Linked DNA regions of Rattus norvegicus: region 1 is linked to region 2. Evidence: chromatin contacts called from public Hi-C data. All regions are on one chromosome and are shown on one strand. The core of a region is the stretch at or near the end of the contact, and the rest is flanking DNA. Distances in the headings are between cores, read along the strand shown. Region 1 overlaps Agap1 (ArfGAP with GTPase domain, ankyrin repeat and PH domain 1). Region 2 holds the start of Agap1 (ArfGAP with GTPase domain, ankyrin repeat and PH domain 1).

Region 1 (7,026 bases), core at 3,943-6,442, 59 kb before region 2:
ATATGAGGACCTCTCCCTGGGATGTGCGGCCTGACCAGAGAATGTGCCACACCTCCAAGTGGTCGGTTTGCTCACATAACACAACTGCTTTCTACAGCCCTGAGTAGCCTTCTGTCAACAGCACACACAGGAGAGGCCGTTAGGCCAGAGCCCAGGATTTCGGTGGCTTACAGAAACTTCAACCTACAGAGACTTGGGGCGCAGAGACTAGAGGTCACCAGAGGTCAACGTCAGCTGTACCCTGCACTTGAGAAGCAACAGAGCAGAGTCTGCCCTCCAGCCTGCCCCTAGGATGTTCCTAGTGCACAGGTCTCCTTGGCTAATCACATACGCCTCAGGCCTCACGGCTGGGCCTTCAACACATAGTAGGGTTATGTCGGTGAGGTCGATGTGATTAATCTAGCCAGCAAGAAGAAACGGGTCTTTGAGGTTAAACACTCAAAAGACAGCCAAAGGGCTCACCCATTATGTCTACAAGTGTTCTGGACTAATTCACACTCAGATCTCAACAAAAATCTTTAGTCTACCATTTTCTCCAAAAAGGACTTCTCAACAACTACTCCCCACCCTCAGCATTTAACCAGTTGGTCATTACTGTTCCAAACCTCCCTTGTTTCACACCCTGTCCAAGTTAGGGTTAACGTTGCTGTGATGAAACACCATGACCAAAGCAACTTAGAAGGACAGGGTTTATTTGGCTCAGAGTTCCATGTTCGTCATGAAAAGCAGTGAGGGTAGGAACTCACGCAGGGCAGAACCCTGAAGGCACAGATGCCATGAGAGGTGCTACTTATAGGTTTGCTCCTTACTGTTCGCTCCGCCTGCTGTCTTATAAAACCCAGGACCTTCAGTCCAGGGGTGGCTTCGCCCACAGTGAGCTGGGCCCTCGCCCACTGATCATTAAGAAAATGCCCTACAGCCAGATCTTATGGAGGCGTTTTCTCAATTGGGGTTCCCTTCTCCCTGGTGACTCTAGCTTGTGTCAGGTTCACATACAGCTAGCCAGTACACACCCCATGCCTAATCTGTCAGAAACTCTCTGAACAGGCCCAAGTGGCAGCTGCCACCATCTAACACAAGAACGGGACTGACATCTACAACACTCTAGTGGCACAGCAACTCTCCGGTGACCTCTGCTTTGTCCAGGAGACCCAGACAAGGAGCCCGCCTTTCTTTCTGCCTTGTCTGCACACAGTGAACCAACAGCACAGCAGGAAGACACTGGTGGGCATTGAAGACGTGTGGGACGCAGAACACTGCTGCTGGATTCTACCTACATGCCTTTAAGTAAAGGTAGAGTTAAGAGAATGCAGATGTTCAGAGAGCTATGGAGCACAGAGCCTGAGAATCTACGGCTTCTCGAGACAGTCACTTCCCACAAGTATGTAGGTTAAAGATTTTGGGCTGAGGCTTTTTTGATGACTCTGAGCCATGCAGTGACCCAAAGTAACCCTCAGAGTCATTAGGGCAGGGAGGTGTGTGAGGGTCTGAGAGGAGTATGCAGCTGTAGAGACAGAGGGAGAACCAGAACTGTAAGCCAAGGCAGAGACAGCCGGAAGAAGCCAGTGTGAACTCCATTGAAGGACCACAACCTTTTCGATTCAGTCCCGGAATACTCCTTACACTCCTGGTCCCAGAGCTTTATTTAAGGTAACAAATTGTGCTGGCTGAGGCCACACATGCATTCAGAAGGCTACAGAGTGACATCTGAATGGCCAGCTAGTGTGACAAATGACCAGACAAATGGGAGGAAGGGGTCCAGAACTAACACAGCCACTTCTGGAAGGAATCCAGAGTCCTGATCAGAGAGGAAAAAAGAAGGGGCGAGAAGCTCCAGTCAAGAGGAGAAAACCGATGCACAGTGTCTGCCAGGGGCTTCTTGGAGCCCTGGCTGGGCCGTGCCAGATTGGTAAGTACAGGACACCCAGTGGCCTCTGGCACTCCTCTGAGAAGTCAGCACAGAGACGCAGAGCGGCAGAGGTGCCGAGGCGAGGGCACGGAGATGCGGACTCTGCGGCTGTAGCGGTTATGGACACATGTGCACAGCTGGAGGTTTAGGCCTTCAACAGTGAACCAACCCAGGTGGCTTGAAACAATGGCCATCTACTCTGACAGCTCTGGAGGCCAGGAAGTCCATCCGTAAGGTAGGTGGCCTTGCTCCTCAGGAAGGCTTTAGGCGAGCACCCTGCCTTGCCTCTGCCTAGCTGCCTGAATGCTATGCACCCTGAGCTCTAGTCTGACAAGTGAATACAGCTCTTCCTGATCCCTCCCCTAACATCTTCCCTCCTGAACAGGAACCTGGGACATCAGCACACTGCCCTGGCTGCTGACTTTCACCACAGTGGCTTTACTTCACTTTCTTGCCTAGCTGACTCAAAAAGGGATGAATCTCTGAAGGTCAGTCATTTCATGACAGAACTCCAAACTCTCACAGGACCTCCAGAAGGTAGAGAGATGAAAAGACTCAAAATTATACACCTGCTTCTCCCTGCACGTCTGGCAGACCTGTGTATACTGCAGACCCTAAACACTGAAAAGCATTGTGCCAAAACATAAAAATTTATTTAAACAACTTTTTAAAAATGTGACAAATAAAAAAAATAAAAAAATAAAAAAATGTGACAAATATAACATAAACATAACAATAAAATTCACCATCCTAGCCATTTTTTAACATACAGTCCATTAACCATAATTACATTTATAGAGTTCTGCTTACTACAGTTCTTTTTATACAATGTAATACTTTCATTAATTCTTTGAGACTGGTTGTAGAGAACTTGCCCACAATTAATGTATTTGATACATTTTGTTTGTTTGTTTACTTGTTTGGTTGGTTTGGTTTTTTATTTTGGGGTTTTTCAAGACAGGCTGACCTGGAACTCACTCTGAAGACTAGGCTATCCTGGAACTCACAGAGCTCTGCCTCTGCCTCCTAAGTGCTGGGATGAAAGGCATGTGCCACCCCTGTCCAGTCATTTGATAGAAAGAAGCCTCACCCACTGGCTTCTCCCCAAACCCTTAGCCATGGGTCCTTGCCACAGAACATGAGGGGTGTGACTCAGCCAGGGCCTGTCTGATGGTTCCTTAAGACCAGAGCTCCCACACCTATGCATCCTGCACCACTGACCTCTGGGCAGCTCCCAGGATCCTGCTTCCTCTGAGATTCTGCTTTTACCTGGGTCCTCCAACCTCCAGTCAGAACAACACTGAGAACTACTTCTCATGAGGGCTAATCTTGATTAACACCGTGCAGATCAAGCCCTCTGCACACAGAGCTCTCTTCTCTGTTCCAAGATCCTCCTCTTTCCCTCAAACTTATACACACACAGAGAGAGACGTGTGTTGTGTGTGCGTGCATACACACGTTAGCCCAACCACATGTATACACACAGATATGACAGAGTGGGAGGAGAGAGGTGGAAGAGAGAGAGAGAGAGAGAGAGAGAGAGAGAGAGAGAGAGAGAGAGCCCACCCTGCCCACCCTGTCCAGGCCTTGCTAGCTTTGTCTTTCCCTTCAGTACAAAGGGAAATCTATTAGGTCCAAGCCTACAGACATGAGGCTTTTGTGCAGCACTGAAAAGGGGGATCGAATGTCAGGAATAGCAAACCTACTCTCTCCTGGAGGAGGGCTGCAAACAAGGCTGCTGAATGCACTTTTTGTTCACTGGCTCAATTAGCAGAGCCATCGAGGTGATGACGACACACACTCTCCCTTGGCCAATGCTGGGGATGCTCAGAGTTCACAGGAGGAAGAAGTCACAGCTAACTGCCTGCCGGGTGCCATCTGCACAGCCACATTCTAGGCAGCAAGGGACTCTCAGACACCACCATCCTGCAAGCAGCCAGGGATATGAGAGCACTTCAGGTGAGCAGGCAGCAGTTCCTCTGGCAAGGGCTCCGAGCTGAAGTTGACACCACAGCAGCCAGCCGCATGTAGCTAAGAGCGCCTGCACCATGAGGCTGGAGCTAATGCTGTAGTGCAACCAGGACTGAGGAGAGCGCACACTCAGCGCCAATGGAACCAGCTCATTCCAACTAAAAGGATGTGCATCAATTGGCAGATTCAACAGTGTAGTCAAGTCCACACTGCTTCGTGCTGCTCTTCTGTGCGACTACCAGAAGGGGGTAAATGACATCAGTGGTTCCACTTCCAACAAACAGACTTTAGAGAGCCCAGGCAGGGTGGCCACATAAATCCTGCTCGGTGAGGATGAAGAGGTGGAGCTTAGTGTTTACAGCTGAGTGGCAGGGGCATGTCTGTGGAAGGATCCAGAACTGGGATGGACCTGAGATGAGGCAGCAGCTATGCAAGCCCATGCACAGTGCCACCTACAGAAATCTGAGTCCGGGATGGAGGAGGAGGGCCCAGAAGCTGTGTGAGGTTCAGTGTGGACTTCAGTTATCACTGCTCCACATCTTTTATGAAGACACAAAGGAAAAGGGATGGCTTTATCCGATTTCAGCAGGTTGTTCAGAGAAGACAGGCTTGCCTTCCTACACCCAGGAAAGAGTTAGTGATTTTACAGAGAGAAAGGGACCTCTGCAACTTCCAGAAGAAAGTCTCCATACACTGATGTATAAAAAGGGGAAAGCTAGATGGAGGGTTTCTACAAAGGCGTCCGTGGTTAACCACCCCCAGCTGTCTGCTACCTTCTGGAAGCTTTTCTCCAGCTGCCCGGACCGACCGACCGGTCTTCTGACTTCTGCAGCTGATCCACTAGCAGTGCCCCTGCCCTCAGGGTGAGTGAGTTCCACTCACTGCTCACTGAAGCAGAGAAGCAAGGCAGGGCAGGAGCTACAGGGAGGATCGCGGTGGGGGTGGGGAGTGTTCACACCTGCCACACTCAACCCCATCTCTACTGCCGCCCTGCTGGACACCTCCTCCTTTCAAGTCTTCTCCATGTAAGCAGTACCACCTGATGTCCTCTAAAGCAAACTAAAATGCAAGTAACTAAAGCCCCCACCACGCCAAGTACCGTTCAGAACACTCGGTGATAACGAGTTATAGGCTACAGGGCCTCTAGCAGCTGGAAGAACAATGAACCATCCATCGCCCCCCCTACCCCCAATTCATCTGCACATCACCCTGTAAACCAAAGGCGGGACCCACACAGCTGGGTGCCTCCTTTTATCCCTCCTGGGTTTGCCCAACATATTCTGGATCTTAAGTCCCTTCAGAAACCAAAGGGCCTTTCCTCAGTGCCATGTGCTCTGCCCAGTGACTGGCAGGAAGGGCTCTCCCAGTGTCCACTGAGGGATGGATGTTCCTGCAAGTTAGTGAGAACTCAAGGTCAAGGGGCCAGGGAAGGCTATCCACACTCCACATCCTGAAACAGGCCACGCCCTGTGAATCCTGATCCATCAACAACAGATGAACAGTCACTGCCACAGACTTTCACAGCCAGGAACTGAGTCCCTCAGCACAGCACCTTTCACTATAATGGACACCTCTCAAAAACCATGAGCAAGAATAAAGCCCCCTGCCCCAACACTGCTTCTGTCTGGTAGTCTAGTCATGGCAGTGCAGAGTACAGAGTGGCCGATCGCTACTGCTGAAGCAACCCAGACATAAACACCCATGCTCACAGCTGCAATTCACTTGATCAGATAACACATGGGAACTTCATCTCATTACACAGGTTATGTGTTTAGTAAAACAACAATGACATCTTAACACACAATTACCTCAGTCCCCTTACACCATCCCACTAAGGGGAGGCAGCTTTTCTGCCCAGGCTTCCTGCCTGGTGACCAAAGCAAGGTGGACTTAATGACTGGTTTTTGCTTTTTGCCTTTCAATTTTATTATTTGGATTATTTTATTTTACTCATATGAGTGTTTTGCGCACACACACACACACACACACACTCTCTCTCTCTCTCTCTCTCTCTCTCTCTCTCTCTCTCTCTCTCTCTCTCTCTCTCTCTCTCTCTCACGCACACCATAGATGTGCCTGGTGTCCGTGGAGGTTAGAAGAGGGTGTAGTTAGTATCTCCTGGACTGGAGTTACGGATGATTCTGAACCACCTGGGTGCTGGGAATTGAATCCAGGTTCTCTGCAAAGCACCAAGTGCTCCTAAGCACAGAGGCAACTCTCCTGCCGCCATCATGGCTGTTTCTGTTAAGCTTAAAAAGGCTTAAGGAGCAGGTTTCAAAACACATTCGCTAACTAAATCCCCAGCATGGACTCCTGCTGGGAACCAATAGCAACTTTTAGAGACAGCTGACCTAACACCAGCTCCATGGGCTAAAACCTCAAGAAACCCAGGTCGGCCTTCCAGGAAGGCAATAGTTGAGAACCCAGGGAACCAGCAAGAGGCCCCGTGCCAACAGAGGACAGGCCTCTGAGAGAAGAGGTTGTGTAAGCACTGGGGAAAGCTGGAAAGATCGCCAAAGCCTCTGGAGCTGGCTCCAGTCCTAGGGCGGAAGGTGACAGCCTCCCAGCTGGTCTCAGTGATGGGCACTGGGCGTAAATGGACTTTAGAAACATACATTGCACAGGGTAAAGCCACCAGCTCTACCATCCAGAACAGAGCATGTTAACCAGGTCTCTTGTCTTCCTACCATACAGCCGCCAAGCTCACCTTGGTGGGTGATGCTGGTCACATCCACATCCTTCCACACCACCAGAGGACCCAGACCTTAAGACCAACAGTCCTGTTTCCAAACTTACGTTTCCTTCTAACAGTTAATTACAGAGCTTAACTAAACATTACGCCGACTGCTCAAATGGGTTTTAATAAGACTAACTGTAATTATATTGCTTGACAAAACACTGCACACACGGACTAAGTCACACCAAGAATGGGCTTTCCTTTGAAAAACAAGTAGAACGTAGTGGAAGGAGTCAGTGAAGAGAGCATACCTTTGAAAACAAGACACCTGCAATGAAACACAGGCAAGAGCACCTGCAAGCCTGAATGGGTACAAGGGCAGCCCCAGGAGCTGTCTGCTTATGCATATGTATTTATCCGTACCCTAAAACAAATGCAGTCAGCACCAGGAGGTTCCCAGGCTGGTCCC
Region 2 (7,014 bases), core at 1,243-3,742:
GTCACACTCAGCTGGAGGTCCTCCTCTCCTCCAGAGCCAGGAGCTCCAGTCAGGTGCATTCCATTCCTGGCACCCGCTTTCAAAGGGTTTCATCAGACTTCTGTATGTGCAGCCACAGAGCTGAGCAGCCATCTGAGAGAAACACGAGAACCTTTCAGCACTTCTGACAGGGACTCACACACTGCTCTCAGAGGAACCCATCAGCTCTATCTCCTCACCATCAGCTGGGGAGTTGAGGGGAAGACAGTGCCCTCCACAACACTGCAAGACTCCAATGCCACACAGAAGCCATGGTTCTTAATGGGTCTGGAAGCATCTGAAGCCACCACAGGCAACCGTGACCACTCAGGGGGCCCAGGTGCACTGAGAGCCAGTCCCTCTTAAGGATGGAGGTTGCCTGGACCCTCCCCTAGAATTACAATATATCCTGTGGAGAGTTAGTCAGCTTCCAGCCTGCCTGGGATGTGGTTCAAGTACACGAGGCTGCCAAATGCCAAGAGGATCAGCAACAGAGCCTCCACCATCTCCATCCCAGCAGCCAAGTTTTAAACCCAAACACTTCAGGGTTAGAAGTTCAGAAGGCAGAGGAGCCAAGCTTTCCTGGGGGCAGAGGCGTCTCACAGCAGGGGGAGGAGCCCAGGACGTACCTGCACCTGCTTCTGAACACACTCCTGCTGGACTTGGAGAGCTCCTGTGGTCCTCAATAGAGGCCTCACCAGCCTTTGGCAGGCACAGTATTATACTAGGACAAGCCACCTGCAGGCCTTCTACTGTCACTGGCCAACAGCAACTCAAGAGGACAGGCTGCTAATCTACTGGCTGAACTATGACACACTGCCCACTTAGATGCCACCTGCTCCCCCAGGTAAATGATGGCAGGCCCAGAGAAACAATCCAAGGAAACAGTTCAGGGACCTAGTAGGGGAGAAACGTGAGCCATTGGTAGTCCAAAGAGAACACAGGCCAGGGCAAAGCTGCCAGCTCCATCCTCCCCTGCAGCGATACTGCCCTGGCTGACACTGAGGGGTTAGAACAGTGTTCCAGGCAAACACAGGCTTAAAGACAGCAGGATCATTCACTTTTCCTCCTCTTGGGTAGCTCCCAAGTGGCAGGTGTATTAAAGTGCCCCCTTCAGCAAGAGAATATCAAGGTGTCCTGCCTCCCTAAAAAGGTTATACTTTGACTTTAATGCAAAACGCCCAGCGTTTGTACAAGGCCAGCCTGATCAGCAGCACTGGGACATGATGCTGCCTCGGTCCCATTGGCTTCCTACATGCGCCAAATCCAAATGCCTCCCCTGTATCCGCGAACTGGGAAAAAAAGACAGCCGTGAAGCAACTGAATAAGCTGGCCAGAACAGCACCCCCAGCAGCAGCGCTTCTCAAAACACATCTTCAACGTCCATGGAAGACGCTCAGGCCAGGCCTGATAACCTGTCATGGATCCTGTGGCGCCATCCCAAGCAGCTGCCCCCAGGCGTCTGCTGGGCCCGGACGGGACATGCGGGAGGCCCAGGACCTGGCGGCACCGTGCCACTTTCTCACAGGAGAGACTCCATTGTCCATTATCAAATGAACGCCGATAATCCATCTTCCCTGGCAGACTGGCCGGCCTTGCGGGACAAGAGGCACCGCAGTGCTCTCTCCGCCGGGCAGCCGCGTGTGTATACACGCAAACACACAAGCGCGCACACACCCCGCCGCGCCAGGGGCGCCCGCTCCCCCGCGCTTTCCAGAAGCCCCGGGCGGTCTGGCCCTCACCTTCGATGGCGATGACGTGCTCCCGAATCTGGTTCTGCAGCACCGGCTCCTCCACGCGCTCCAGCAGCTCGTAGATGGAGTAGATGTTGGGGTGAACCGACTCGAAGCGCTGGATCTCGGCCCGGATGGCAGCCGAGTTGGCCAGCTGCTGCTGGTAGTTCATGGTGCAGGCGCGGCGCCCAAAGCCGCGCGCCCCCCGTCGCCGCCGCCCCGCGCCCCGGAGCCCCGCGGGCTACCGAGACCCGGGGCGCCGCAGCCCCCGGAGAGCACGGAGCCGAGGAGGCGCAAAAAAGAAAGCCGAGGATGAAGCAGTAGAGGGATTCAGTTCATGCCAGGGACCAGCGTCCCGGGTCAGCGGGCCGTCCGGGGAGACCGCGGCGCCATGGAGCGCGGCCGGCCGCGGAGGAGGCTTGCTCGGGCGCCTTCCCGCGCCGCAGCCGCCTGCACCCCTACGCGCCGGCCGGCCGAGCAGCCATTAAAGCGCAGGCAGCGCCGCGCTGCGAGTGCCGGGGCCGAGGCCCCCGGGCAGTGGCCGCTCTGCTCCGGGGCGCACGGCTGCGGCTGGGTCCGCGCGCTTGTGAGCGCTGTGCTACCGCGCGCTCCGGGGCCCTCAGCTGCCTTGCGCCGTCCGCCGAGCCGAGACCGAGCTGTGGGCGCCTTGCCAGCCGCGGAGACCGCTCCGAGCGCCGCCCGCCGCTGCCCGGCCAGCCCCCTCCCTGGCACGCAGGGCTCTGGCCCACGTCGGCCCCGCCCCCGCCCGCGCTCGCCGCCCTCCGGCCGCCGCTGCGTCCTCCGCGGCGCTTCCCAGCGCGCCGGATCCCGGGGAATTGCGCCAGACCCCGCCCCGCGCTGCCTCTGGGCTTGCTGGGACTTGTAGTCCATCGCGCCGACCGGCCCGCGCGCGTGGGGTGCGCTCTGCGCTCGCGTCGCAGCGCACTGGGCGGGCCCCGCGGGATGCCCGGACGCCCCTAAAGCCTGCTGATCTGAGTGCTGAGAGCCCTGGGCCCTCTCTGTTATCCCCACTGCCCCGTGCCAGCCCCAGCGCCTCCGTACGGACAAGGTGGCGCGCGAGCCCGCCCGCCCCGCGCTTTTGTTTGTTTGCCAGCAGAGCGCTTAAGGAACCTCTGCGACACGCAGGGTCCCCTCCCCCGCCTGACAACTTTCTGCCTCCTTTTCTGAACCCAGCAGGCGAGTTACTTCCCTTCCCATGGGATACACGGGGTCCTGATCAAGAAACTGAACTTGAGGCGGGGATGGTAGGTGGGACGGGATTCCACGGGGTCTTCTAGGCTTCTCCACGAAAAGGTTGCACAACTGAGTTGTAGCCTCCAAGCCACAGCCCTCCGAGCGCTCAACACTACCCTACTTTAGCTCAGTCCAGGAGCTCATGAAGCTGGACCGCACTGCAGCTGAGAGGTCATCCCAACGTCTCCGAGTGAATTAGGTTGTAAATTTCCAAGAATTCAGGGTGAGTCCGAGGCCTTAAAGGTCCTAGATCAATGCACTGTGGCAGAGTCCCTGTCTCGCCGTGCAGGGGTGTTTCATAAACATTCAAATGTCCTGTGCCCTACCAGGTTCAAATGTAAGCTAATGGACAGCCCAGGGACCCAGGCAGTCTAGTTCTTGGCTCTTGGAACTCTTCCGGGTTCCAGTATTTGTCAGGTAGGTGTACTGTTCCGCCTTCCTTGTCCCTAACACAACAGAGGCCCTGACTTGTTCTGTGACTTGCCTCTGACTTTGCCCTTAGAGTGACGCTAGTAGAGATACTGGCATGTGGGTTCATCCTACTGTAAGCAATTCGTCCCTACTTCACCTTGAAACCCCAACTCTTTGTGAAGTAGTTCCAGGGCCTCCCCTGCTTCACATCTGGCTTCTCGATCTCTTTGGGGGTTCCTTTGTACTTCCCTAAGCTTTAAATATGGATGACCCTGGGACTAGTCCTTAGACCTGTTTTATTTGCCTCTCTTATGGCTTTGAATACCGTATAGAAGTTGATGAGACTAAATGTTCTGTCCCAAACCTATCTTCTTCACATCCCCCTCCTCTTCACATCCAACTGTTGGGTTGAACATAACTTTTCTCATGTTGGACATCCTGTAGTCTCAGCGCTCAAGAGACCGAAACCAGAGGATTGCTGTGGACTCAAGGTGAGACCCTGCTTTAAAAAAATAAAATAGTAGAGCACTTACCTAGGAAGCGCAAGACCCTGGGTTCGGTCCCCAGCTCCGAAGAAAAAGAACCAAAAAAATAAAATAAAATAAAATAAAATAAAATAAAATAAAATAAAATAAAATAAAAATCGGACATCGTCCCCATGCCTGTGAACCTCTTCCCACCCCAGTCCCAGGCAGTACAGATCTTTGTTCACTGATCTGAAACTGCAGTGTGTGGTCTTTTCTGCTCGTGTCCTCTTAGATCCCAGAACGTCAGCTCTGCCTTTGGACCAGCCAGAATCTGCTCACTTTCTGTCACTCTGCTAAGGCTTAATTATATAGTCTCTGAATTAGTGTTTGAGAACTAACCTAGGCCTTCTTCCTGTTTCCTCACTAACCATTCTCAAGAAAATAATTCTAGTGAGACTCTAAGCCTAAGCCTTGACTCTCCTCTGCTCAAAACCCTCCCTCCTATGCCACCCATCCTCTCTGGCTCCCCCAGCCCTCCTGGCTTACTTGTTTACCAAGAGCTGGGCAGAGTCTCCATTTCCTCAACTTGTGTTGTTGTTTGGTTTGCTTTGGTTTTTCAGGTTGTTTGGTTGGTTCTAGTTTTGGTTTCGTTTTTTTAAGACTCACACAGCCCTGGCCAGCCTCAAATTTGCTATATAGCCAAGGTTAACCTTAAATTCTGATCTTTCCCACGCCTCTCAAATGTAATTAGGGTCATAGACATGTACTACCAACACCTAGTTTATTCTGGGCTGGGAATCAAACCCCAGGGCCTCCTCTATTCTGGGCAAGCATTCCTCATCCAAGCTACATCTCCAGTGTGCATTATCATACTAAGCTTGTAAGTTGACCTGCCCCAAGGACCCTATTAGAAGACACAGGACTTCATTGTGCATAGCAACAACGGTGGACAGAACAGTGGTGGTTTTATATGCCCATAAACTGACTTCCAAGTCACACTGGGTTATATCAGGGGCCAGGGGATACAGGGTGGCTCTATATGAGCAGAACCTGGGCATGAGAGTCCATATTCTTCAGAGAAGAGTAGAGATGACCCATGGCAGGAAAGATGGAACTCTGGGCTACAGGACCCACTCTCAGGAGTTCTAGCCACCATGTCAAAGCTCCACGGACCACACAGCTCAAACAGAAGAGGTGTAAGATCCAGGTGTCAGTGAGGTTGGCTTCTCCCATGAGCCCCTCCTCAACTCAGAGATGAACGTTTTCTCCCAGCATCCTTGCCCAATGTCCTCTGTGTCTGCACTCTAATCTCCTCATTGAATGACATCAGTCCTGTTGGATCAGGGCCAGCCAGCCAGCCCTGTTGACCTAATCGCCACTTAGTTGCCTCTTTAGAGAGTCGGTCTCTTAATATGGCCCTTTTGAGGGTCATGGAGTTTAGAGCTTCATAGGCATCTGAGGGACACAATTCATCCATGAGAGTACCCCTCTCACTAGACCACCTCTGCTTCCAACCCATCCTCTCCTCTCCAGGCACCCTGACCTCCTTGCTGTCCTCTGAGAACACACAGTGACAGGAACATCTTCCCTCAAAGCCTTCACCCGCTCATCACTTCCTGCATGTATTCACTCTAAAACCACCCTCTCTGAGACCTTCCCTGATACCCTGTGGAAGGTGGTATTCCAGTTCATCAATACTAGTGCCTCACCTCCTTGTGGGTAAAAAGAACGCTAGTTTCTAAGGATATATCATTGGGCCCCTGGAGCTGTCTTATAAGTTCTAGAAGGGCCAGAGCTGTGTCAACACGCTTTTGACTTCTGACCTTTGGAACTGTGGGATCATCCTGACCTTTGGAACCATGGGATCATCGACTTGGGCTATTGTTTTACAGCAGTAGAGTGTACCAGTACGCTTGCTCAGTGTTCTTCTTTCCATGGATCCTGTCTAACTACTCTTTACTTGCTTGACTCAGATGTAAGGTCCCTGAACACTGCAATTCCATAAGTTCTATCTGCCATCCCATCCTCAGCCCCTGGAACGGTGCCCAATAGAGAGCAGGTGTCCAAGAAGTGGTCTCCCTGTTAAACTTCATTGGTTGCGGGGGCTGGGGATTTAGCTCAGTGGTAGAGTGCTTACCTAGGAAGCACAAGGCCCTGGGTTCGGTCCCCAGCTCCGAAAAAAAGAACAAAAAAAAAAAAAAAAAACTTCATTGGTCGTGAAGACGGGAATCATGTGTCTCTTGGGCATTCTGTAGTGCCTTACAGTAAAGGGTTGCCGTCAGGGTCCGTTCCTCATGTCCAGCACATAGTAGGTGCTGGATAAAGCTCTCTTGTCAACACTACCCCAGGAGTATTTGTTCAGCTCCAGTAAATACAGCCCAACGTGGTGATTATTTCTCATGCAGTGGTCCTTCTAGGCATTTAAAGTTGTGCATGAACGTCCATTGATAAGAGGCACTTTCAGTCTCCTGAGATGTGATGGCTCTCGAAGTGGTCACCAGAAGTTTCCAAAGTTGGCACTGGGGAGGTGGCTTGGCAATTAGGAATACATATTGCTTTTGCACAGGGCCCAAGTTCAGTTCCCAGCGTCCACGCTAGACAACTCTGTAACTCTAGCTCCAGGGCATCTGACGCCATTTTCTTCCCACTGTGCGCTCTTATAATTACAAGCAAACAATTTTAAAACAATAATGAAAAAAAAATCTGGAACTTAAAAAAGCAAGGAAGGGGGCTGGAGAGACAGCTTAGTGGTTAAGGACACTGACTGCTTCTCCAGAGGTCCTTGGTTCAATTCCCAGCAAATGCCTGGTGGCTCACAACCATCTGTAGTGGAATCTGATACCATCTTCTGGTGTGTCCAAAGACCGTGACAGTGTACTTGTATGCATAAAATAAATAAATTTTTCTTAAAAAAAAAACAAGGAAGGAAGGAAAGCCAAATAAAACAGGATTGTTTGGGTTACGGTTCAAGCATATGGTTCATCACAGCAAGGGAAGCAAGACAGCAGAAGTTTGAACCAGCTGGTCCCATTGAGTCCACTGGGAAAAGAAAAGAGGATTGGTTTCCAAGCTGGATTCTCCTTTATATTCAGTCTGGGCCCCAAGCCCATTGAATGATGCTGTCTACATGT

What was found. Hi-C and Micro-C count contacts between places; a contact is called where the count stands out from the background.
Region 1: a Hi-C map of Schwann cells shows a contact between it and region 2, with 4 times the contacts expected there. The contact joins the enhancer-like site here to the promoter of Agap1 in region 2. A contact is called at or near these places in 11 of 12 Hi-C or Micro-C datasets (the A7r5 cell line, the Rat2 cell line, Schwann cells and 7 more) and 1 of 1 datasets of contacts at active chromatin or transcription factors (oligodendrocytes).

What each region holds. Positions count from the first base shown.
Region 1 is chr9:97,544,422-97,551,447 of GRCr8, reverse strand. The region is part of intron 1 of Agap1 (ArfGAP with GTPase domain, ankyrin repeat and PH domain 1); the gene reads right to left. Among named protein-coding and RNA genes, the nearest start is that of Agap1, 61 kb to the right of the region's middle. Within about 2 kb of position 5,192, at least 18 of the 93 cell types and tissues checked have an H3K27ac peak or open chromatin away from gene starts, as enhancers often do. A contact at or near this core is called in Schwann cells, where this site is marked.
Region 2 is chr9:97,482,884-97,489,897 of GRCr8, reverse strand. It overlaps Agap1 (ArfGAP with GTPase domain, ankyrin repeat and PH domain 1), which reads right to left and starts at 2,492. Exons shown (of 18, transcript NM_001401593.1): 1 at 1,761-2,492. The coding sequence starts at 1,923.